2 separate regions of the Cricetulus griseus genome follow, and region 1 is linked to region 2. The links are chromatin contacts, called in public Hi-C maps. All regions are on one chromosome and are shown on one strand. The core of a region is the stretch at or near the end of the contact, and the rest is flanking DNA. Distances in the headings are between cores, read along the strand shown. Region 1 overlaps Cnga4 (cyclic nucleotide-gated cation channel alpha-4). Region 2 has its middle 26 kb from the start of Smpd1.

Evidence for each region. Hi-C and Micro-C count contacts between places; a contact is called where the count stands out from the background.
Region 1: a contact with region 2 is called in a Hi-C map of fibroblasts, with 7 times the contacts expected there. The contact joins two enhancer-like sites. A contact is called at or near these places in 6 of 8 Hi-C or Micro-C datasets (the CHK-Q cell line, the CHL-YN cell line, the CHO-K1 cell line and 2 more).

The regions. Positions count from the first base shown.
Region 1 is chr3:94,286,733-94,292,447 of CriGri-PICRH-1.0, reverse strand. It overlaps Cnga4 (cyclic nucleotide-gated cation channel alpha-4), which reads left to right. Exons shown (of 7, transcript XM_027404933.2): 5 at 241-886; 6 at 1,541-1,890; 7 at 2,375-3,489. The coding sequence ends at 2,835. Among named protein-coding and RNA genes, the nearest start is that of Cnga4, 5.9 kb to the left of the region's middle. Within about 2 kb of position 3,772, at least 4 of the 6 cell types and tissues checked have open chromatin away from gene starts, as enhancers often do. A contact at or near this core is called in fibroblasts, where this site is marked.
Region 2 is chr3:94,173,038-94,178,648 of CriGri-PICRH-1.0, reverse strand. No RefSeq gene overlaps it. Among named protein-coding and RNA genes, the nearest start is that of Smpd1, 26 kb to the right of the region's middle. Within about 2 kb of position 4,233, at least 1 of the 6 cell types and tissues checked has open chromatin away from gene starts, as enhancers often do. A contact at or near this core is called in fibroblasts, where this site is marked.

The sequences.
Region 1 (5,715 bases), core at 2,523-5,022, 110 kb before region 2:
TCAGTGAGTTTCTGGGGCTAACCTTTTCCTCACATTTCTTTAAAGAACGTGTTAAGAAAGAAGCTAGTTCTAGGACTGTACTGTCATGTGCGTCTGTTTGACAACACCACAGTGCTCACCCCAGAAACCGTGGAGAGGGTTATTATGCCTGCCTCCATCTTGGCCTCATGTCTGGCCTGACATGCCTGGCCTGTCCCAACCTGGCTACAGTTGACCCTAGCCCATCTCCTTTCTTCCTAGGATTCCTAGAGCAGGGCATCCTGGTGGTGGACAAAGGCATGATCGCCAGTCGCTATGTCCGCACCTGGAGCTTCCTGTTGGACCTGGCTTCTCTGGTCCCCACAGATGCAGCCTATGTGCGGCTGGGCCCCCACATTCCCACGCTCAGGCTAAACCGCTTTCTCCGGGTACCCCGCCTCTTTGAGGCCTTTGACCGCACAGAGACCCGCACAGCTTACCCAAATGCCTTCCGTATCGCCAAGCTGATGCTCTACATCTTTGTTGTCATTCATTGGAACAGCTGCTTATACTTTGCCCTGTCCAGATACCTGGGCTTCGGACGGGATGCATGGGTATACCCAGATCCCGCACAGCCTGGCTTCGAGCGCTTGCGGCGCCAGTATCTCTACAGCTTCTATTTCTCCACTCTGATCCTGACCACTGTGGGTGACACACCGCTGCCAGCTCGGGAGGAAGAGTACCTCTTCATGGTGGGTGACTTCCTGCTGGCCGTCATGGGTTTTGCCACCATCATGGGTAGCATGAGCTCTGTCATTTACAACATGAACACTGCAGATGCAGCCTTCTACCCAGACCACGCTCTGGTAAAGAAGTACATGAAGCTGCAGCATGTCAACCGGAGGTTGGAGCGGAGAGTTATTGACTGGTGAGAGTGCTGGTTGCAGACCTAGCCAGGGGGAGGGTATGCCTTGGGACCTGAGCCCATTACCTACTGGTTATACCAGGCATTTGGAAGATAGCACTCATTGGTAGGTCCACTGTGAGAATCTGGACTAGGGGAGAGGGCAAAAGACTGACAAGAAAAGTAATTTATGTACAAGAATAACTCAGAGACCAGAGAATGAGAGCTGTCACTGCATGGGAGGATTCTGGGGACTCTGAAAGGAGTGGGTAGAGAAAGGAACTATCCAGCCAGGAGATGGACAACAGATGGTTGGTTATATCACAATAATGCAAACTATGTTCTGAATAAAAGGAAATGTCTCAGTGTCAGGGGCCACCACAAAGCTGTCTGAGAAGGTAAGAGCTTGCTGACTAAAGCAGCCCAATGTAGAAGTGCTTTGGACACTGTGGCTGGGATGGGGCCTGACAGGAGGTGAAGTAGTGGTAGGTGCCTCCACATCTTGCAGGAAGTAGAAAAGATCATGTCTGTAACCAAGAAAGGGGACCAGAAAAGTGTGAGGTTCTCCCATTGCTCCTATGAGAACTCAGTGGTTCTTGACTGAGCTGAGTCCTGATGGAGTGGGTGGAGACAGACACACAGGGCTCTGGTGAGGAAATGGTACTTACTGTGTTTCAGGTACCAGCATCTGCAGATCAACAAGAAGATGACCAATGAGGTAGCCATCTTGCAGCACTTGCCTGAGCGACTTCGGGCGGAGGTTGCTGTGTCCGTGCACCTGTCCACCCTGAGCCGAGTCCAGATCTTTCAAAACTGTGAAGCCAGCCTGCTGGAAGAGCTGGTGCTGAAGCTACAGCCCCAGACCTATTCACCAGGAGAATATGTATGCCGCAAAGGGGACATTGGCCGAGAGATGTATATCATTCGTGAGGGCCAGCTGGCTGTAGTGGCAGATGATGGTGTCACACAGTATGCTGTGCTTGGTGCAGGGCTCTACTTCGGGGAGATCAGTATCATCAACATCAAAGGTGAGTCCCCAAGGGGAAGTTCTAGCGACATGACTGGTCAGAGGAATGGGAATTCCAGAACCCTAGGCCAAGATGGTACTTTGGAGCACATAGATTATGATATGGCCTTTGTCTGAGTTGCTACAGGACTCAGGCAAGAAGCAGGATATGGATTATCTGTTCCCTGAGGAGGAGCTGAGCCAAGGTCAGTGGGTGGGGTGGAGTCTTAGAAAACAAAGCAGATGTGTCCCATGGGCTCTAGAGGAAGTGCCAGCAGACCAGCTGAAAGTTACTGCACCAGCCGTGTTGTGATACAACTCACCCACTAAACATCTATCAAAGCAGGTTAATGATAAGCACAGGGCTTGGTCACAGCACATTACTAAATAAATGAATAAAGCAGAAAAAGAGAGTCAGAAGCACCAGAATGGAGGTTATATCCTGGTTCCAGAGTGAAATGCCACCTTCCTGTCCCTCCCTACATCTGTCTGCCCTTGGACCACAGGGAACATGTCAGGAAACCGACGAACAGCCAACATCAAGAGCCTAGGTTATTCAGACCTATTCTGCCTCAGCAAGGAGGATCTGCGGGAGGTGCTGAGTGAGTATCCACAGGCCCAGGCTGTCATGGAGGAGAAGGGCCGTGAGATCTTACTCAAAATGAATAAATTGGATGTGAATGCTGAAGCAGCTGAGATTGCTCTCCAGGAGGCCACAGAGTCTCGGCTAAAGGGCCTCGACCAGCAGCTGGATGATCTACAGACAAAGTTTGCTCGCCTACTAGCTGAGCTGGAGTCCAGCGCACTGAAGATTGCTTACCGCATCGAAAGGCTAGAGTGGCAGACTCGAGAGTGGCCAATGCCAGAGGACGTGGCTGAGGCTGATGATGAGGCTGAGCCTGGGGAAGGAACTTCCAAGGATGGAGAGGGAAAAGCTGGCCAGGAGGGATCCTCAGGCATAGAATGACCTCATCCTGAACACAGGCCTCCCAGCTCCAAGTGAATCCAGAATGGTAGGAAAGTTTGCCTTCAGAACTATCATCCTATTTGCTAGGTCACACAGTCTTAGGTAAACTGGTCTATAGATGCCTAGGTAGAGATGTGGGTTATAGCATACATTCGTCCCATACTCACCAGAACACACACACACACACACACACACACACACACACACACACACATACACCCTCACTGGCTCAAGATTGAGTTCCACAGAAAATGTTTATGTCTTCTGCACACACATACATTCTCATAAGCATAACTATGACTTATACTCACTTAACCCACAATCACAGAGAATGATGATTGCCCTGGGAGTGTTGGGGTGACCTTGGTACATTTAGAGGAGGCATGCTGGTGGAGCTATAGGAAAACAAGCCAGATATAATGTCTGAACTACATTCACTCTAGGTCACCACTTCAGCTGTGTCAGGGCATTGCCAGACTTCAGGTCTGAGCTGTGCCAGGTAATGTTAAACGAACCTGATGTGTAACTTAGGGATATAAGTGAATGGTAATTGTCATTATCAGGAGAGATTAAGAGGGCTATTGCACTTTAAAACATTTTAAGATATGTAATTATTTTGTGATTTGTTAATAAAATTTAAGGTTCATAAGCTTGGCACTGGGTTTATCTCATTCATCTTTATGTTGCCACAGCCCAAACTGCCTGGTACATAGTAGGTACACATGCACACATATACATTTGATAACAAAGTGAGGAGAGCATAAACATAGAAGCCCAATGCTGTAGGAAGGTAGAATATTCCTTAGGACTAATTAAAGGAACAGGAATTGAAGATTTGATTCTGTTATTTTTTTCCCCTTGCTGCAGCATCTTACCACAAACTTCACAGCCTAAAACAGCACCACTTATTGCCTCACAGTGTGTGACTCAGATCTAGGCTCTGCTCTGCTGTCAGCTGGGCTGGGCTCTTAGCTCCAGGGAAGACTCTGCTTCCAGATTCACCCCAGCTCTTGGGAGGGTTTGTCCCTCATGATTGTAGGACTTAGCTCTTTAGTTTTCTGATGCATGCCTCCTTTAAGCACCCCTCCCCACCTTTTTACCCAAACATCCCACTTCTAGGACCAAGCAAACGAAAGGCTCTGGTAGCAGGCTTTTTCTTTTGAGCAACCAAGCAGCTCCCAATTCACGACACTGAGATTTATTATTATTGGTCTTATCTTAGCTCTTATTTTAATCTGTTTCTCTTTATCTATGTTTTGCTTCAGGGCTTTTGGCCTTTCTTCCTTCCTTTCTTTCCTTCTCCCTTTCTTTCTCTCTACTCTGTGTCTGGCTGGCTGGAGGCTGCCTGGCTTCTGGCCATCTGCCTGTCTCTTTCTTTCTTTCTCTCATTTTCTTCTTCCCACTTCTCAAGCCTTATTTTTCCTCCTACCTTATTCTTCCTGCCCACCAGCCCCACCTATCCCTCTCTACCCTAGCTATTGGCTATTCAGCTTTTTATTAGACCAATCAGGTACCTTAGGCAGACAAGGTGAAACAGCAACATATCTTTACATAATTAAACAAATGTAACACATCTTTGTACAATTAAACAAATGCAGCATAAACAAACATAACTCATCTTTACACAGTTAAAATAATACTCTACAGCATAAGCAAATGTAAAACATCTTTACATAGTTAAATATTCCACAACAGGCCCTTCTTCATGGAGCCCCACACTAGGCCAAGTCAGCCTGAATAATTCAGAATAATTTCTCTGTTTCAAGGTTAGCCAACTATTAATTTTAATTATACCCTGCAAAGCACCCTTTGCCATATTCAGAAGACAAAAGTAATAACGGCCACATTTCTGTTATTTCTATTATACACTCTTGGGAGGAAGCACGTTGGATCCCACTTTCACAGACGACATAGAATAGGATGAACTTGGAGTAGAGTCTTTTGGAAACTAGAGAATGACCACAGTGTCATGAGGCACTGGAGCCTCAGAGTGCACCACCTAAAAGTGTGTAAGCTTGAACCAAGCACATCTCAGCCAGCCCTGCCAGAAGTCGATAGACTCTGCCCAGATGGCCAGAGACTTGCAAGACCCTAAGTTAGGGGCGAGAAAACAGAAAGGAATTCATAAAATACAACTGAGGTCAAATCCTCTGAAAGTTAGATGACTAGACACTTCAATGAAATTTGTAAAACTAAGGTATGTATAGTATTTTTCACACTCTTAAGGAGGCATTGGTGACTGCTATACATATGTTTTACTCTTTTGTTCTTGTAACAATGCTAGGAAGTTTATTGTTATGCTCATGACTTCATGACAGGTTCTAAGCCACGTGCATTGCCTCAGTTCATCCTTACAACCATACGAGAAGGATATCATTATTATCTCCATATTTAAATGAAGAAACTGAGACTATGGGGCTAAATAGCATACCCCAAATCACTGGGCTCCTAAGTCAGATGAAAGGACACCTAGGTTTGTCTTTTTTATTTATTTGTAAAGGAAAGAGATAATCTCAGCTTGGGGCTAAAGCCATTCAAGCTCCTTCCTTTGCAAAGAACAGTGCTTTTGATCAGTCACTGTGGTAACCAGGGGAGACCAAGGCATTCCTGCAAAGCAAAGCTGTGACCCACAGACAAGGCTGCCCAGGGTGTTGAAGTGTGATCTCAAGGATACAGCCACAAAGGCAGAATCCACCTGCTACACTGGACAAAGGGCCGGCATCTACACACTTTCATCATGTGTGCTGCTAGATTTGCACCAGTGTCAAAATATGTCAAGGGCTTAGGAGTCATCCCTTCCAGCAGACCTGAGGCCTCATCGTCTTCTCTTCAAGAGTCAAAACTGCAAAATACCTTAGCCTGGCTAAAACTGAAGGTGTT
Region 2 (5,611 bases), core at 2,984-5,483:
GAAAGCTCATATAAATAATTTTTTAAAAATACTTTAAAACACACACACACACATTGATGGAGCTTAGTGGGGTCCCACTACTAGGTTCATTGGGTAGCAATTTGAGCCATTGCTCACTAATTTGGGGAGCAAAGGAATGTCACACAGCCTGCACTCAGAAAGGGCTTCTCTAGGGCTGCGTTCCACGTGTAGCCAGCAGGAGTGGGCAGATTGCGAACACAGTCATGGTCTTGCCAACTTCAGATTATTGTATCTAGCTGATATGTTATCGTTATTTTTACCATTGGCTTTGGTTCCTGCAAAATTTCTTTCTGGGCTTAGATAAAATTGGGTTTAGCCTTTGAGATGTGTGTGCATATGGATGCTATCCATCGTGTGTGGGTGATGAAAGAAAAGATTAAGAATGGCCTCCATGCATAGCTGCACACAGCTCAGGGTGAATCACGAACCTCAGACCAGAAAGGAAGCTGAGTGGGAGGCCAGAGCAGGCAGAGTCTCAGGTGTGAATCGTGACAGCTCAGTCTGGATGCAGTCAGGTGGCAGGAGACCTCTCCATGCCTCCCACTGAGATGCCCACATCTAGCCAGTCCTGATACCCGACAGAGGGTCCCCAGAAGGCCAGAGGCAGGCCAGGGCCCCCTTATCACAATGGGGCGAAGTATTCTGCAGAAGTAGACGTTGGTGATTTTTTTTCTATTTTCTCTTCTGTTAAAAAAAAGAAAAAGAAAAAACTTCAGAAAATGCTGTCTATATCTGTTCTTTTGCCAAGGAATATGCAGCCCTTGTTTCATTTTAAGGTGTTTATTAAAAGCAGTATTTTTAAGACCTTAAAATGAAAATGCCAGTTTGAGCTATGTTCAGAGGAATGGAAGAAAGTTTTGTTCACATTCCTGAGTTATTTAAGTGGTGGTAGGGGGTGAAACAGTTATGAATAGAGACATAAGAGTAGGCAGGCAGCTTTAAGTCAAAAGATTCTGGGGCGTAACGAAAGGTGACAGAAAGACAGAGAGACTGGGAATGCCTCTAAGCACTGAGGCAGCTGGGGAGGTGAAGAAGATGAATGGGGACCTGGATGGGATGACCCAGGCTCCTTCACCAGATCCCTGACCAGCTTTGTGGTGGCTGGCTGGCTGCAATGCAGCTGTTTTCATTACATTGATAAGGTTAGCCAGAGAGAAACTAAGGTGAGAGTTGGCTCTGGACCTCAGAAGCCCCACTAAGTCCAAGAAGACCTGGGGGCGGGTGGCATAAGTGAGTAAGGAATGTCCCCAGATGTGCAGGTCTCTCCTTCATCTGAGACTTTAATAAAAATAAACTCACATGCCATCTCTCCACAAAACCTTTCTGGCTTTTTGGCCCTGGCTGACCTCTCCCCTGGCATTAATTATTAGCTTAGATACCTTTCCTGTCTTGCTTCTTGTGAGCCTCTAACCGTCTGTGCTTGGCCTGTTTATGAGTAATTTGGTAGAGTCTTTTAAGTCATTGGCCGGGGGACAGTTTTTTGGTTTTTGTTTGGTTTGGTTTGGTTGGTTGATTGATAGGTTTTGTCTTTACTTTTTTTTTCCTTTGAGATGGAGTCCGCCTTTGAATTTGCTATCTAACCCAGGTTGACCTCAAACATACAATCCTCCTGTCTCAATCTCCCAAGCACTAGGATTAGAAGTGTGCCCTGCCACACCAGCTATAAAAGCTCTTGCTACAGATAACTGCAAATATTTCCTTCATTGGGCCTGGTGTGGTGGTGCACAACTTTAATCCCAGCACTTGGAATGCAGAGCAGGTGGATCTCTGGGAGTTTGAGGCAAACCTGATCTATATAATGAGTTTCAGGACAGTTAAGGCTACAAAATGAAACCCTGTGTCAAAAACAAATTCCTTTCATTTGTTCTTTTAGTTGGATTATCTGTTTTTAGGCTGAAGTTTGAAACACCCTTGCCCAGGGTCAGTTAGACAGTTAATCTCTCCTTCATGAACACATCTGTTGTTTTGAAGGTGAAAACACCATTACAGAGATTCAGCAGATACTTTATATTTCTGGGTTTGTCTTGTGTATTTGTTTAGATGTCTTGTTTGTTGTATTCTCTCTCTCTCTCTCTCTCTCTCTCTCTCTCTCTCTCTCTCTGTGTGTGTGTGTGTGTGTGTGTGTGTGTGTGTGTGTGTGTCTTGTCCATCTGGAAAATACTTGATATATAGTACAAGAAAAGGACCAAGATTATTTTTTCTTTGATGACAAATGTATACAGAATAAAGTCTTCTTTTCCCAATGATGTCTGATTCGACTCTTATGGAAGACTGATTCCTTTCTTTTTCTTTCTTTATCTCATTATTTTGTTTGTTTGTTTCTCTCTTTCCTTCTTTTTCAGCTGGGAATATAACATGCTAGGTAAGCACTCAACCACTAAGCAACAGCACCAGATTTATGCTGCATATTGAATCAATACTCATGGGGTCATCCATCTTTATCCCAGGAAATATATTTGTTTCTAAAAGATTGTTTGACATTCAGTTGTACGATCTAGATTCCTCTGTTAATTTCATTCTAAATTATGTTTCACACCAAACCACTCATGCAACAAATATTCACTAAACATTGACCAGCCAGCAGCTTAGTACTGGGAATCTGGAGAATAAAGTAGACACAGGCTCTTACACTGAGCTCAGTACTGACTAGATTATAATGACAGAATGCACAAATGTGTTTTGTATTAAGCAGTCCATCTTAGAGGTGATGAGATGAGGCCTGCAGAGGGCCCCGGGGAGGTCTCTCCGACACTTGAAGTGTAAGCATACCCTGATGTAAGGTCAGGAGGCTGATGTGACTCAACTGGTTGGCTTGGGGTTGACCTGACTGAAGCAATGAGGGAGTGAAGGGAGAATAAAGACACAGACACACTACAGAAAAGCCAAAGTCAGGAGGACCATGTGCTCTGATACAGACAAACCAGCAGCAGCCCAGACACTCAGTGTGTGTGTTTTATGTATCATAATCAGGGAGGCGGATTTAGCTAATCTTGGTAGGGGTGACTGTAGGGATAAGTCTTGGGCTGTGAGTATCAGAATGAAGGAAGTTCCACCAACAACATTTTCTGCACATGGTGTCAACACCTGCACATGAACTCCCCAAAGGCTTTGCCATTCCCACAAGTCCTTCACATGGAAGTGCACATGTCAGCAGCACACATTCACTCAGGACTCCATCCATTCCCCACACTAACAGAATCTGGACAAGCCTGAGACCTGAACCAGACTAGATCCTGCCAACTTCACAAGACCAGTGGAGCCTGCAGGAAAAGTTGATAAAACTGGTTTTGTAGTGGTACACATCTTTAATCCCAGCACTCATTACATGGAAGCAGGAAGACCAAGAGTTCAAGGCAAGCCTCAGCTATTTAGAGTATTGAAGGCTAGGCTGGACTACTTGAGACCCTGTCTAGGAAAAGAAGAAGAAGAAGAAGAAGAAGAAGAAGAAGAAGAAGAAGAAGAAGAAGAAGAAGAAGAAGAAGAAGAAGAAGAAGAAGAAGACTGGTCGCTTTCCCAGGCAGGCTTGAGCAGGAAAGGGGAGCTTGCTTCCATGGCAAACCATGAAACATTTCTGCATAATTCCCATTTCTTTTGCAGAATCTTTCCTGGGTTCCTCAGTGTAACAGTGTGACTGTCCCAAAACTCACTCTATAGACAAGGCTGTTTCAAACTCACAGAGATCTGCCTGCCTCTTCCTCCCTGAGTGCTAGGATTAAAGATGTGTGCCACCACCTTAACTGCTGAGCCATCTCTTCAGCAACCACCAGCACACCATCACCTCCACCACTACCTCCTCCACCACCACCTCCACCCTCACCACCACCACCACCTCCATCACTTCCATCACCTCCACCACCACCACCACCACCACCTTCTCCACCACACCACCACCACCACCACCTCCACTATCACCACCACCACCAGTACTACATAGATGGGAAGACTAAGACTTGAAGTGTTACTTCCCCAATGTCCAGATCACAAAAAGGAAAAGGCGAAACCTGAGGCACAAACACATCACCGTGTCCTTGTCTTTTCCTTCCTGGGGGGATCTTTGCTCTCCTGAAACTTTGTGCTTCCTGGTTTCATTCCACCCCACCCTCAGCCTGAGTCTCTATAAAGTGATGTTGACTCACCAGAGTTCTTAGACTGGCATGGCCTTGGGTCAGACCCTGGAGTCTCTCAGGCCATATATGGTTTTGTCTTTTCAAGTTCTCCACCCATTGACCTTTACAGCTCAATGAGCTCATAAATAGTCATCAGGGCCTAGACACTGTTGCAAACATTTGCTCCAAAGCCTCTGTATAACTAGTACCATCGAGCTCACAGTCTTACTGGGAGTTGTACGGGGCTTGAGTTGTCAGCTCTGTAAGGCATGGCCAGGACCCACCCATGTGGCCACCATCTTTCCCATTATCTGTACCTGTAGGCTCTAGCTGATTCCCCCTCACCCCAATGCCAGGCCGCCATAAGCAAACTAGTCTTTATACCATCACTACTCCAGGTGTGGCCTAGGCACCACTGTTAGTCTGCATCTGTTCCCTGCCAGTCATTATAAGTTCAGAGGTTGATAGCTAGGTGTGGCAATTAATCACAGCATTTGGGAGGCAGAAAAAGGTGGGTCTCTGTGAGTTCAAAGCCAGTCTGGTATACATAGAAAGTTTCAGGACAGCCAGACCCTGTCTCAAATAAATAAATAAGTTCATAGGTTGAGAGTAAATACTAAGAAACTTGTATAAAGCCGGGTGTAGTGATGCATACCTTTAATCTCAGCATTTGGAACACAGAGGCAGATAGATCTCTGTCAGTTTGAGGCCAGCCTGATCTACACAGTGAGTTCCTGGACATCTAGAGCTACATAGAAAAAAAGAAGAAAAGACAAAACAAAAAGAAAGAAATTAGTATGTAAAATTTTTATAGACTAATAGTATGTGGATCCAGATGTGGTGGCACGTGCCTGTAATTCCAGCACTTGGAAAGCTGAGGCGGGAGGATTGCTCTGAGTTCAAGATCACCCTTATTACCAGGCCAGAACTAAGTAGCAAGATTCTGTCTCAAAAAGAACAAAAAACAGGGTCTAGGGACACAGCTCATCCTAGAGTGATGGGTGGCTTAACTAGTATTGTACAAAATCCTCAGTGTCTTGAAAATTGGATGTGATAGCACATATCTGCAGTCCCAGCACTCAGGATGTGGAGGTAGGTGGACCCGAAGTCCGGGCTGGAGCTAGAGGATGCAGCACAGTTAGTACAATGCATTCACAGTACACACAAAGCCCTGGGTTTGGTTCTCAGCAACACATAAAACTGAGCAAGGTAGCACACATTTGTGATCCCAGTGCCCAGATATAAACCCTGCTACATGTAGACCAGCCCAGCATAGATGAGACTCTGAAAAAAAAGTTCATGGTCTTCCTTGGCTTCATATTGAATTTGAGGGCAGGGCTACACGAGCCTCTGTCTCAAAGAAAAAAGACTAACAGTGTGTCGCTTGAGTCTTATAATCAAAATTCTCCTAACTGCACCCTAGGATCACCAGTCATGCCAAAAGAGAAAGAGGACATGGTAGGAAACCTGCTGACCTTCAAAGC